Linked DNA regions of Mus musculus: region 1 is linked to region 2. Evidence: chromatin contacts called from public Hi-C data. All regions are on one chromosome and are shown on one strand. The core of a region is the stretch at or near the end of the contact, and the rest is flanking DNA. Distances in the headings are between cores, read along the strand shown. Region 1 overlaps Gm34907 (a long non-coding RNA gene). Region 2 holds the start of Acod1 (aconitate decarboxylase 1).

Region 1 (4,049 bases), core at 1,354-3,853, 430 kb after region 2:
GCCTGGGAGGATTAGGAGGCTGTGTTTGCTCTTCTGCTCTGAGGACAGAACCTTTAATATGTGGTAATGGTAACAGGAAGAAAACTATTCTCAGCTCATGGAGAAGGGACTTCCCGGCGATTTAAATCAGGCCTTGTCTCCTAGTGTCCTGCCCTTTCTCCGTTTTCCTAAAGCTGGGTCCTGTTTCTGAGAATCAGTGAGAAATATGAGAAAAAGAGTAAAATGATTAAATTATACTTTGAGAAGTTAGTTAATCTAGAGGGAATAGCCTTCATGACTATGGTGGGTTAAGAATAGTGCACACTTTAAATATGTTTATCACTGCACTTTAATTAACCCAAGTTGGGCTTAGCAACTGAGTCTTTTTTTTTTTTTTCTCTTCTTCTTTTTTTTTTTTGACTTGCATGGGGAATCTATCATGTGTTTGATTCTACTCTGTACTTCCAGAGCACTACCATTTGCTTTTCTACGAAGTGACTGAGCTTCCATAGGCGAAAGTTTTGCTTGAGCTCCTGTTGCTGATGCTGTATTGGGTCCTGTGCACTTAATGCTCGCTGGCTCCTGAGAGTCCTTGTGCTCTAAACCGCAGTGCAAACTGCATGGCAAGCAACAGACCATGACCCTGTCTGTCTCTCACGGCTCTGGAGACAGACAGGGTCATGGTCACGGTGCTGGCTTATTTGTTGTCTGACAGATAAGTGTCTGTGTGGTTCATTGGTGGCCACCTTCCTGCTACATACTCACATGGCAGAAGGAACAAGGGATTCATTTTTAAAGGACACCATTAACATTTGTCTCCGAGCAGACAAATCTACATGGGATTGCACGGATAATCTTGATATTGCCTGATAGCTAAACACAAGCAAACCTTAACTTAGATTGTTTTTCGTAAATGCCTATGTTAAAGAAAAATGAAAACGTAGCCAGATGTGGTGGGGAATGTCTTTCATCTCAGCATTCAAGGCAGAGACAGGAGGACTCTGAGTTCAAGGCCAACATGGTCTACGGAGCAAGTTCTCTGACTTTGTCTCTGTCTGTCTCTGTCTCTATCTCTGTGTGTGTGTGTGTGTGTGTGCGCGCGCGCGTGTGTGTGCCCATGCTTTATATGTTTACTGCTTTGATAGAAATGTACCATGATTAGCAATTTGAAGTAATTATAGTTGGAGAGAGTAAGCATGAATATATGAAAAGTTAAGTAAAATATTTTGCCAAGAAGCCTCACAGAATACATTATGTTTTGAGGAAATTTTTAAATAATAGCTTCTGATCTTGAAAAATCTGGCTCACAGCCAGGCAGTGGTGGCACACGCCTTTAATCCCAGCACTTGGGAGGCAGAGGCAGGTGGATTTCTGAGTTCGAGGCCAGCCTGGACTACAGAGTGAATTCCAGGACAGCCAGGGCTACACAGAGAAACCCTGTCTCGAAAAACCAAAAAAAAAAAAAAAAAAAAAAAATCTGGCTCCCAACCCATTGTACTTAATTTCTGCACGAGAAGCTTCATGTCTGGTTTTGGTTATGAGAAGCTTGAAGAGATAATGTAGAGTGAGGCACAGAGGTGTTAGACTACATAAGATAAGAAAGCAGAAAGAATCACAAAGGAACTCACACAATATGTACTCACTGATAAGTGGATATTAGCCCAAAACCTAGGATACCCAAGATATAAGATACAATTTCCTAAACACATGAAACTCAAGAAAAATGAAGACTGAAGTGTGGACACTATGCCCCTCCTTAGAAGTGGGAACAAAACACCCATGGAAGGAGGGAGTTACAGAGACAAAGTTTGGAGCTGAGATGAAAGGATGGACCATGTAGAGACTGCCATATCCAGGGATCCACCTCATAATCAGCATCCAAACGCTGACACCATTGCATACACTAGCAAGATTTTATTGAAAGGACCCAGATGTAGCTGTCTCTTGTGAGACTATGCCGGGGCCTAGCAAACACAGAAGTAGATGCTCACAGTCAACTACTGGATGGATCACAGGGCTCCCAATGGAGGAGCTAGAGAAAGTAGCCAAGGAGCTAAAGGGATCTGCAACCCTATAGATGGAACAACATTATGAACTAACCAGTACCCCGGAGCTCTTGACTCTAGCTGCATATGTATCAAAAGATGGCCTAGTCGGCCATCACTGGAAAGAGTTTCTCATTGGACATGCAAACTTTATATGCCCCAGTACAGGGGAATGCCAGGGCCAAAAAGGGGGAGTGGGTGGGTAGGGGAGTGGGGGTGGGTGGGTATGGGGGACTTTTGGTATAGCATTGGAAATGTAAATGAGCTAAATACCTAATAAAAAATGGAAAAAAAAAGAAAGCAGAAAGAAGGCCTGTCTAAAGAAGGAAGGGGAGCAAGGAGCAGGGAGGAGGCCAGCAGGGAGAGGACAGGGAGGAGGATGAGTGTGTGTGCGTGAAGGTACCACACTACCACAGTGAGACCCATGATGTCGTGTGCTGACCTAACATTTTAATCACAAACTAAACAAGAAGATTAAAAAAAAAAAAAAAAAAAAGAGGAAACCCAGCTCAAGTTGAAATTGAAAGTGAAGGTGTGTGTGTATGTCTGTGTCTGTGTGTGCAAACCACACCCACTTCTGTCTGCATTTAGCACCACCCATCTCTCTCTAGGCCTGCAGTGCAGGAGATGCAGACAGTTTCGTTAAGTTGTACCTTACAACCAAGCCTCAAAGCCCATCTCTGTTTGGGAAATGTTTTCCTTGGGATGCCATGCTATCTGTTCACCTCTCCACACCCTTGCTATTAGAGCCTGGAGCTGGGCTGAGGGCTAGGTCCACCTGTTCTGCACACTGGGCATTGAGCGTGTATTTGAACACTCGGGAGTGGTGTACCAGGCACCTCCTGGAGACATTAGTGCCCATATCTCCAGCAGCAGGGGCTAGTATTCACGGTCCCTGACTGTGCTGCGATGGTTCATGTTAGGAGCTGCTTTCGAATAGCTTTGCTCAATAAATCCTATTGTTTGATTCTGGGAATTGGTTATGACTGCAACATTGATAAATAGACTTCTTAAGTCTTTTGAGTGTTTATGTGAAATTCCCAGCATTTAAAAAATAATTTCTGTATCTTCTTTAACAACTCAAGGTCAGTTTCTTTTCTAGGCATCTAGAAAATCCTGTTTAAAAAGTAGGTTAAGCGGAACAGACTCACAGAAAAAATATGGGGAACTAGAGTTTGCTGTGTTTTGTTAGAAACTAAAGGGAAGTGAAAACCAAGCTGTTGTTTTTGTCCACGAGGACATTCTCATACAAGTCTGTACTGCTTGCTGAGCATCTTCCCCTGCTCCTGCCCTTTTCTTCTCTCTCCTCCCCACATTAGCCACTTTGTTCCCCTGTACAGTTTCACTTCAATTTTCATGTCATATGTATACACATATATATGTGTGTGTATCCTCACTTACTAATGTATATATACTATATATGTTAGTATATTAGCATGTACTATTATACTATATACTAATATGGTATGTTAATATATACCTATACTAATATTACTGTATACTACTATATATGTGTATATATACTCACTAATTTATATATATATATATATACATATATCTATACTAACATATATAGTGTATATGTATATACACTATATATGTTAGTATACTAGCATAGACTATTATACTGTATACTATATACTAATATGGTATATTAGTATATACTATATACTAATTTACTAAATACTACTATATAGTATACATACACACACACACAAACACACACACACACATACATACATCAAGACCACAAATAAAAGAAAACTTAATATTTATCATTCCAAGACTGGCTTAATTTACTTTATATTAGTAGTTTCAGTTGTACATGCTTTCCTGCAAATAACATAGCTTTTATCTTCTTTATGGCTAGGGAAATCCCATGGTATAACTCTACCTTGTTTTCCTTTTCTATTCTGTTGTTGAACTCCTAGATTGATTCTATAACTTAGCAGCTGAGACTAAGACTGCGATGAGCATTGGTGTGTAAATATCTCTCTGGTATATTGACCTGGATCCTTTGGATAA
Region 2 (4,175 bases), core at 220-2,719:
GGCCTCTTCTTCTGCAAAAAAGGGGAACATGTGAGGGCCAGGACACAGGTCAGAACCAGAAGACTTCAGAGAGTCAGAATCCTGCCTGCCTGGGTGCCTGGTTCTGAAGTCCTCCTCCTCCTCCTCCTCCTCCTCCTCCTCCTCCTCCTCCTCCTCCTCTTCCTCCTCCTCCTTCTTTCTCTCTCTCTCTCTCTCTCTCTCTCTCTCTCTCTCTCTCTCTCTCTCTCTCTCTCTCTCTCTCTTCTCCAAGGAATAATCTGTGAAGGATGATTTTCCAGAGTTCTCCTCTATTACACTCAACCAGGTGGTCTCTGATTAGCCAAATGTGTGTACTTGGCATGTGTGTGTGTGTGTGTGTGTGTGTGTGTGTGTGTGTGTGTGTACATGTGTCTGTGTGGTGTGTATTTAGATATTTTTAATTAATTTTTTGAGATTTTAATTTATTTATTTATGTATTTACAACATTTCCACCCCTCCTCCTTCTCTTCTTTTAACTCTGGCCACCATTCCTCACAAATTCATGGCCTCTTCTTTAGTTATCACACACACACACACACACACACACACACACACACACGTGTGCACACATATGTACACGTACTTTCTCAACTGTCTCTGAGCCTTAGGTGTAGGGGTTTCATTGTTGGTATATCAGTTAGGTCTGGGCACCCATGCTCACTTACTCGTTATAGATAGTTGTAGTAGTCGTCTCCATCTACAATAAAAAGAAGCATCGTTGATGAGGGGCAGAGCTACACTTATCTGTGCGTGAGTAAGTATTTAGAATGCAGCTAGGTTTAGGGAACTGGCAGTGGTAGGCTCTCCTCTAGGATTCATAACCTTTAGGTTATGGCACATTTAGTGACTTCGTTAGTTACCTCTGGGTTATCGCCTCTGAAATTATGATGTGATTGGTGGCTTTGTTCACAGTACCAGTCATGGATTTCCTTCTGGTAAGCAGGCTCTAAGTCCAATAAGAACCAGTCAGGGTTTTTGTTTTTTGTTTTTTTCATCATTCCCAGAAGCTGTTTCATGGTTGGTTGGTGACAATGGGCTGTCTGTGAGAAGGCTGCTCTGAGTGACTCCTTGCCTTTCCAGATCTGGGGGCTTTTCTTCCTCTGTCATAGTCTTGCTATTTCCTTGTGATAAGTCTTCAAGAGTGGGATGCCCAGTAAAGAGAGTGTGCACTCTTCTCACCTATGGCCCCTAGCTGGGACAGGCCATCCCTCTGTAATTATAACTTAGTTTTTCTTATGTCTGTGAGGAATCATCAGATTATGGCCGCTGTAACACCTCCTCTCATCAGCCCTACATCTATAAGGGAGCTCTACACAACACAACAAAGGAAGTTTAAGTGAGGTCATTGGGGAGGTGTTGAAATGGTGGAAATTCCATGGTTGAAACAAAAGTGAAAGGGACAGACCTGGAGGGAGTGACTGTGTATAAAGGCACACGTCCACTAAAGGCCCCCAGCCAGCAACTACTCCTGCCATCCACTCCTGAGCCAGTTACCCTCCAGAGCAACATGATGCTCAAGGTATCGTAGCACTTGATGGCGCTTGCCTAAACTGCCTTCCTGGCTTGATTCTTCCTTTCTCAATCAGTTGGTCTTTTGCTAGCTATCTGCTCTGCTGCAGAAAGGACATCTTAGCTTTGCTTATGGTCTCTGAGCTGCCTGATTTAGCTATCTGTTGGCTTTCATCAGTATTTGACAGACAATGCCCATGATCCCATTGCTTCCTCCTAGCAAGAGAGTTAGGCCTGGTAAGTTCACTGAACCTCCACCTCTTGGTTTTGTGTGTGTCCTCTGTGGGACAGGAGCACATCTGTGATGGGAGCACAGGGGCACATCTGTAATTATCTATTTGCTCTCATGTACCCTGTAGTCCCCTGGCAGGTTTTTTAAGTTGGATGGCCTCATTTACTGGTTTGGCAGTTTAGAGAACAGTGCACAGGGAACTTGCCAGGGCTCCTGACACTTATTATAAAACGAATGACTCCATACTCCGCTTTAATCTATACATTAGTCACAGGAGCTTACTAAAAAGATAGACAAGTGCCCCTATAAAGTCAAGCACGCCAGCAAGACATTTGACTTGTAGATGAAGGATGACTCACAGGAATCTGAGTGGAGCTATTGTCCCCCTTATGATCTCTCCCTCCATGGTCAGGGAGGGCGGCTTGTTCTTTGGCTCTCAGATCGTGTTCAGCACTATCAGGTCAGGGGAGCCCAGTGGTCTGTCGTAAATCACATAAGCAGTGCCAGCCCGATGCCTTGAGATCTATGCTGCTGTTCCTCATCTGCTATTCATCAAATGTTTAACTGGTACTTGGAAATCAAGCCAGCTGATTATTATTGAGTCCATTCTTTTCCCTCCTTCCCTCCTCTTCTGCATATAAAATGCTTGTCAAAATACTTACCAGTAGGAAAAACAGCATCATTGTCTTCCTCGGCCCTAAACAGAAACATCCACAGCAATATCTGTTTGCTCTCCAGGCTGGCTCGGCTCCCGCTTTCTCCTACTGCAAGCTCTCTTGGTTTTTCTGTCAAAGTTTTACAAATGTAACAAATGTTCCATTCTCTTGAAAATGACAGTCGTTATATGACCTATAAATCTGAAGACTCTAAGGATAGGGCTATGGCTGAGACAGGAGAATTGTCCAAAGTTCAAAGCCAGCCTGAGCTACATAGTGAGTCCAGTTTAGCCAGGGCCACACAGAAAGACCCTGCCTCAGAAAGAAAAAGAAAAGAAGAGAAAAAAGGGCTGGTGGGTAGAAGGTGGAAGATTTTCCTGTAGATGAGGGTTCTAGTCTCTGTCTCTACTTTGGCAGTAAGTCCATCGTGAGAGACTTTAGACCCTTCAGATTCTCCAATCTGACACGTCTTCTAGCTATTATTTGTAAATGGGCAATGTTACAGTCAGAGATGGAGAGGAAGTTAGGCAATAATGTGATTATCAAATGTGGAAAGGAAAATTACTTAATAGTTCACTAAGGAACTCCAAGTCAGGTATGTGGTGGAAGCCCCTTCCAGTTGGCTATTTTTAAATCATATTTTCCTGTGAAGGGACACAGAATCAAAATTATTACCTGTGGATTGAAGAGCTTGATAATTAAAGGAATCGCTAAGTCCTCTGCTAGTGGCAGGAGATGCTAATCCTCTTGCCGTGAGGGCTTGTGTCTGGTTTGATCACCTTCTACAAGTGATGGCCACAAACCACAATGTCCTTCCTTCCTCCTCCCACCTCGGTCTAGCCTTCCCTTCACTGTTACCCGTCACCTCTGTTGTCATGTGCTTACCAGCTTGCATATTTTCACATCGCTGTGAGTTACAATGCACTATCTACTTGAAACACTCATTACCGTACCTGACACAACTCAGGAAGGCCAGTGCTCAGTAATCTGAACGCACTTCCCGTCCAGATGTCCTCACTTCATGGACAGTTGTCCTATCTTCCCCTCTGTCTGTGTTCCCATCACGCTTTGTTGACATCATCTGCCAAGCAGCCTGCATTATCAGTGTGACTGGGCAAAGAACTTCATTATTGTGTATTTCCAACTCCTCATGCCTAACGAGGTATGTACCTAGTGTGCATTGCTTTGTAGAAAGGAAACTTAATTACATCAAGCAGGTTTCTTCTCATGGAGGAAAAGTCTTTACCAGAAGGTCTCAAAAGAAGCGAGTGCATACAAAGGGGGTGCGAGGAGGTTCTAACCTTCTTCTCTTTGAAGTCTGTCACAGAGAGCTTTGCTGGTATGATTCACGGCTTGAAAGTGAACCACCTGACAGATGGTATCATTCGGAGGAGCAAGAGGATGATCCTGGATTCTCTGGGCGTTGGCTTCCTGGGGACAGGCACAGAAGTGTTCCATAAAGTCACCCAATATAGTAAAGTAAGAAGTGCAAAGTTTGCTTTCAAGATAAAACAAATAAACAAACATGCATGCACACCCCCTCCCAGGGGTCCTGTGAGGCCCGACACAGTGCCTCCAGGATGAAGAGTAACTCTGGGAATGCCAGCTCAGTCTATTGCTGTATTAATTAACTGGTGTTCTTCTGTTGCAGATCTACAGTTCCAACACCTCCAGCACTGTTTGGGGTCGACCAGACTTCAGGCTCCCACCGACATATGCTGCTTTTGTTAATGGTGTTGCTGTAAGAAAGTTTGTTGGTC

Evidence for each region. Hi-C and Micro-C count contacts between places; a contact is called where the count stands out from the background.
Region 1: a contact with region 2 is called in a Hi-C map of liver, with 2.6 times the contacts expected there. The contact joins the enhancer-like site here to the promoter of Acod1 in region 2. A contact is called at or near these places in 10 of 39 promoter capture datasets (the C10 cell line, the HPC-7 cell line, embryonic stem cells and 6 more), 3 of 15 datasets of contacts at CTCF or cohesin (the G1E-ER4 cell line, large pre-B cells and stem cell-derived epiblast-like cells), 66 of 484 Hi-C or Micro-C datasets (the AML12 cell line, the Ba/F3 cell line, CD4 T cells and 38 more), 14 of 115 datasets of contacts at active chromatin or transcription factors (CD8 T cells, the NIH/3T3 cell line, bone marrow-derived macrophages and 9 more) and 2 of 9 other capture datasets (embryonic stem cells and liver).

The regions. Positions count from the first base shown.
Region 1 is chr14:103,474,903-103,478,951 of GRCm38.p6, forward strand. All of the region lies in intron 2 of Gm34907 (a long non-coding RNA gene), which reads left to right. Among named protein-coding and RNA genes, the nearest start is that of Gm34907, 13 kb to the left of the region's middle. Within about 2 kb of position 2,604, at least 94 of the 459 cell types and tissues checked have an H3K27ac peak or open chromatin away from gene starts, as enhancers often do. A contact at or near this core is called in CD8 T cells, Th1 cells, Th2 cells and 9 more, where this site is marked.
Region 2 is chr14:103,045,543-103,049,717 of GRCm38.p6, forward strand. It overlaps Acod1 (aconitate decarboxylase 1), which reads left to right and starts at 1,470. Exons shown (of 5, transcript NM_008392.1): 1 at 1,470-1,537; 2 at 3,733-3,894; 3 at 4,067-4,156. The coding sequence starts at 1,526. It overlaps Gm41235 (predicted gene, 41235), which reads right to left and starts at 3,198. Exons shown (of 4, transcript NR_168885.1): 1 at 3,091-3,198; 2 at 2,422-2,544; 3 at 684-715; 4 at 1-11.